2 separate regions of the Zea mays genome follow, and region 1 is linked to region 2. A link is a contact called in public Hi-C data. All regions are on one chromosome and are shown on one strand. The core of a region is the stretch at or near the end of the contact, and the rest is flanking DNA. Distances in the headings are between cores, read along the strand shown.

Region 1 (2,700 bases), core at 5-2,504, 280 kb after region 2:
TTGATAGATCCGATTTTTCGTCCCCGGTGGAGTCGCTAAAAAGTGTGTTGACGCCTTTTGGGTCACCAAACACTATAATGAACCGCCTGGCGGTACTTGACACCTTTAGATGATGTATAGTCAAATAAAGTGGTTATCCTGAATGTGGGGCAACACCTCTATGATGGTCACCACCTATTTGGGACCAAACAGCAACGAACCCTAGGGCCTTCTCGTGATGAGCAATACCTTAGGTTCTGCTCCGTGAGGTGAACAGTGGCGGTCGTCTGCGATGGGTCGCTGCCTCGCTGGGTCGACTGGTAGTGCTCGCTGCGGGGACGGTCGCAACCTGGCAGCAGAAGCGACGCCTTCCTTGCGCTCAGTCCGGATGGTCCGAGCTCTGTGCCGGACGGTCCGCGATGGCGCAGGGCCGTCTTCTTTTCCTCGTAGGACCTAGATCTCGTCCCCAGCTGGGGAGAGAGACTTTAGGGTGCTCTAGATCAGCAGGTCACCCGGGGCGTCTCCAGACGACGTAGAGTCGCCTATGAATTAAGAGGTAGTCTAGATATAGTATTTTGAATGAACAACTAGATCTTGCCCCCGAGAGGGGAAAGATTCTAGGGTCATCTTGGGGTCGGCAGGCCAACCAAGACGGATCTAGACGGCGTAGAGTCGAATAGAGGTGGAGGTGGATATGCGGAAAGCTACAACTAGAACTACGCTACATCTACTCCTGTTGCAGGAAAAGTAAATAAAGTAATTGGTTCGATTGGAATGTGTTCGGGGGTTTTCAATCGGCCGTACCCCTTTATATTTATAGGGGAGGAGGTCTGGACTTATTCCTAGGAGATAGCCAACAACTCTCACGTAATTAGATGGATAACCACGCACGAGATAAGAATAATCACCCGAGTTAATCTAATCGTGGGGCACACGGACTGTCCGGACCCAAGGCCCGGACCGTCCGCCACTTTTGGTGCTCAACAATCCTCTAAGGGCTAATTGGAAGTTACAAAACCGAAGGGGATGAGAGAGAGGCTAGAATTCACTTTTTATTAATTTTTGAATAAGAAGTGATTTTAGCTCCTTCAATTCTATTCGATTATGTGGTTATCAAACTAGCTCTTTGGAAACTTAAATTTCCTCTAGAATTTTCGGGGATTGAGAGAAAAATTAAGCCCATGTGATGAGATATGACCGTTCGAGTAGTCGGACAGTCCTATCTATCCCCGATTGGCTTATCGATTTCCTCGCGCGCCGTTCAGCCGGTTCGGGCTGCTGCTGCTGTCCTGCATGTGCTTGGACCTCACATACGAGCAGTTCCTGTGCATCCGCTAAAGGTGAACATCCAATCTCTCGATTTAGAAACCACTTTCCCTTTGTCGCTTGTCAATGGCGTGATCTCGATCAGTATCTCAGTATTGGTGACCGGCTACTCCTACTATAACAATATCAGTGTCACTAATGTATCAGATAAACGCACGTCGTCGCCATCCATTGCGTGGATGCTGCTAGAGCTAGACTCTTAGGTGTTGATACAGACTTGTCACACTTGTTTAGGAGCCTGTTTAGGAGCTAGAGGAATAGTGAGGATTTGAGGGGATAAATTTCCTTTCTATTCAATTTTGAACAGTAAGAAGATTTTAGTCCTCCAATCTCCTTCATTCCCTTTCTCTCAAACACTACCTTTATACTATAGAGAAACAAGTAAAACTGTGTGATATAAGTTATACACTAAAAAAATAGTGTGTAAATTTATATAATCAATTTCTATATCTCACCATATAAATTTGAGAGAGGCTTATATATAATAAACTTTGAAAAGTTGTAGAATGTCACATTGTAAAAAATAGCCTACTCCATTACTTAGATTACACTAGTACAGAAGAGCTTAAAGCCTGCGGTGGGGTCTAATTTTTACAGGCGATTTCAGTTATCGAACGCTAGTTCTATTTCTAGTGGTGGTTCCTTAAAAAAACCTTCTAATAACGGTTTTTTAAGGAACCGCCACTATAAAACGATTTCTAATGGCGGTTTTCTTAAGAAACCGCCACTATAAATCATTTTTATTCTGAATTTTTCTGAGTTTTTAAAATGATCTCGTATGAAAAAACTACCAACATAAAAGTTGTAGATCTCTAAAAGTATAAAATTTTGTAGTTGATAACTTTTTTATTTGAAATTATTTGTGCTCTCAAAAACTGCATGTAAATTTATCAAATTTAAAATGTAAATTTTGCAAACGACCTCGAATGGGAAAAATGTCAAAACAATTGTTGTAGAACTTCAAAAGTTATGAAACTTTATGGTTGATAACTTTTTCCTTTGAATTTGTTTACAGCCTCAAACAATAAATTTACACTTAGTTGGTCATAATTTATGGTTAACAAAACTGCAATATAGATATGAAGTAAGTGATATAAGGAGGGGTAGTGCGGGTTACATAAAAATGTCGTGACTTGCGGCAGATAGGCGGAGGCTGGACCTCCCGCGCTGGAGCCTCCCTCCTAATAAAAATACTTTTGCTATTTTTAAACCTTTTTTATGTTTTTTGGAAAATATTTTCAACGACGGTTTTATTAACCTGTAATAAAAAATTGTGCTATTTTTTTAAACTCATTTTTATGTTTCTTGGAAAAAAAATTGACCGGCAGTTTTATTACCTCAGCCGATAGTGAAAATCGATTTTTACTTGTGGTTTTCTTAGCTCAACCGTCAATA
Region 2 (2,700 bases), core at 171-2,670:
CCATTCCATCTGAAAACACGTACGCGACACACGGGAGAGCACTACTCACCAAATGGAGACTGCAGCAACGGCGACCTGAGCGTTCTCCAGGTTGCCGACGATGACGATCAGGAACATGTAGAACCAGAACTCCAGGCTACATACGTGAGAAGGAACGTGTAAGCCAGCAGTCAAAAGCTCAAACAAGGTCATCCTTTTAAATAGAACAACAGAAAGGAAAGCAGGACAAATCCAGTAGTATGAGACGCACGCACGCACCAGAGCATGACGGCGGAGCCAAGCGACAGGCGCGCGAAGCCGGAGAGGTCGGAGAAGGCGAGCCAGTCGAATCCGTTCCAGGCGCCGGGGCAGTAGCCCATGAGAATGTAGGCGAGCTGGCCCAGCACGACGAGCCACCAGGACGCGTTGAGCGCAACGGCCAGGCCGACGATCCCCATCCCCATGGGCCCGACGAGGAGCCAGCTGATGGCGACGTGGAGCAGCAGCGCCGCCACCGACACGACCGCCATGGCCATCACCTTGCTCTGCGCCTGCAGGAACTTCTGGATGGGGAAGTTGAAGGCGTAGGCGAAGAGCTGCGGGATCATGTAGAGCGCTAGGCGGCCGGTGAGCGCGGCAATCTCGGCGTCCTGGTGGAAGAAGCGCAGGATAGGGGTGGCGAAGAGGTAGAGCGGGAGCATCAGCACGGCCATGGCGTTGAGGATGATAAGCGACCGCTGCATGTACACGCCCAGCATGTGCAGCTGCTTCGCGCCGTACGCCTGTCCGCACAGCGTCTCCAGCGCGCTGCCCATCCCCAGCTGCCAACAGCACGCAGTAATATTTTAGTCGTTGCAGTCAGTGAGTCATTTGGTGGATGTGTGGCTGGCGTACGTGTGGCATGCCCTAGGTGAGTCAACTACTGCTACTGGAGTATTTTTGACGGCTTGTGTCTGGCACACCGACGTTCGTGCCAGGCGCATATTGGATCGATGTACTCCACACCACTCTGGCATCGAGAATGTGCGATAGGTATAGTGTACACAGACCATGATGCCGAAGGCGAGGCCGGCGATGACGTTGTTCTCGGTGGAGATGGCGTCGAGCTCGAGCGTGGTGAGATGGCCGGCGAAGACCTGGGTGATGCCGCCGAGCGAGTACTGCGTGATGGACGTGATGATGGCGGGGCCCGCAAGGTACCAGAGCTTCCGGTTCTCCTCCGCCGCGTGCCGCAGGAACGACCCCACGCTCCGGATCTCCTCCAGGTCCTTCTCGCCGTCGCCGTCGCTGCCGCTACCGTTGCGGGCAGCCAACAGCGCCTCCTTCAGAGGCTCGTCTGCTCGTTCGCTGTGGCCGCTCGTCCCCGCCATCCCGCTAACTCTGGTGTGAAACCAATCGGTCAGTTTCTGGAGCTCTGTTTTGCTAGCTGTGCTCTCTACTAGAAGCCTCGAGCAGTGATGCAAGAAAGGAGAAGAGGTGGCATATATAGGCAAGCTAGGACGCTGGTGGGTCGTCTATCGAGTTGGACACTTTGGACCCGGACTGTATAGCAGGTGGCAGCTATTCATTATGCCGTCTATATATTCACCATCACACCATGTCATTTGAACTCTTGTTTTTTATTATCAATGTTGTTATTGATCATCGTTTTTTTATCCATCTCAACTTTAGAATGCGTTTGGTTGGATGTATAACGAGGATAGAAGGGACGGTCACATTTTCTATTGTTTTTGGATAAAAGTTACGCGCGGACGAGATGAACACCGGAGCAATTTTTGGTGACGACGGAGTCCCAAAAAATCAAGAGGATGGTGTCACGCTCGGCTCATCCTATTTTGACATCAAACTAAACATACGATGTTACATCATTTTTTATAGACTTTTAGTTATAACAAAATATGTTGTTTTATTAAAATGAACATATAATTAAGCAAACAAAAATTCCATTACTCATAAAAAACAATTTAAAACTGTCTTAAACATAAAAATAAAAATTACATAATTCACAAACATAACTAATAGACTACATCTACTCTCTCACATGTTCCATCGCTTCCTCGTTCTTTAATTTAAGTTGCTTTGTGAATTTTTAAAACCAATTTATGGGTATTTTTGTGCCTTCATCTATATGTGGTGGAATGATCCAATAATATGTTAAATTGTTAAAATAATTAAGTTTGAGCCATCCTCTCACTAATGGCGTAGAGCTTCTTTCACGTTCCTTTCTGGCTAGATGGAAATTTGCTGCTACTTGTTTTGGGTCTCTTCCTCTATTGAACTCTTGCCTTATCGCAAGTGTTAGGACATAGTGCGTCCACACTTTCGTATGACACTGAGCTAGGATTGTTATCGAAGTTAAGACGGTTTTTTTTTCTCTCATCACTCGAGTTATCACTCGAGTTATCGTCATCATACTTCGTGCACCACTTGGGATAATATTAAAATGTTCACCACATGTGCTCCAACTTAAACTTGGATTTTCTAAGCTTATTGTGCAAACTGTTCTTGGCCGCTTCAAGTAGCATTGTATCATCTCATCCACTTAGCTAGACCGCGTACAAGCAGTTGTAGATACCATTAAAAAGGGTGATCTTTCAGTTGCTCGTCACTTTAGCTAATTAAGGGTACGGTGACGAGGGCCTAGAAAGCATCTAGGCCCCAGGTTGGTTTTAGTGATTAATGACAACGTAAGATTATATGTGACTAACGTATGTTTTGCAG

The links. Hi-C and Micro-C count contacts between places; a contact is called where the count stands out from the background.
Region 1: a contact with region 2 is called in a Hi-C map of ear, with 2.6 times the contacts expected there. The contact joins the enhancer-like site here to the promoter of LOC100501847 in region 2. A contact is called at or near these places in 3 of 25 Hi-C or Micro-C datasets (ear and leaf) and 1 of 3 datasets of contacts at active chromatin or transcription factors (leaf).

The regions. Positions count from the first base shown.
Region 1 is chr4:224,398,522-224,401,221 of Zm-B73-REFERENCE-NAM-5.0, forward strand. No RefSeq gene overlaps it. Among protein-coding and RNA genes, the nearest start is that of LOC103654656, 50 kb to the right of the region's middle. Within about 2 kb of position 1,255, at least 5 of the 20 cell types and tissues checked have an H3K27ac peak or open chromatin away from gene starts, as enhancers often do. A contact at or near this core is called in ear, where this site is marked.
Region 2 is chr4:224,121,768-224,124,467 of Zm-B73-REFERENCE-NAM-5.0, forward strand. It overlaps LOC100501847 (putative MATE efflux family protein), which reads right to left and starts at 1,421. Exons shown (of 5, transcript NM_001196495.1): 1 at 1,029-1,421; 2 at 259-800; 3 at 50-136. The coding sequence starts at 1,349.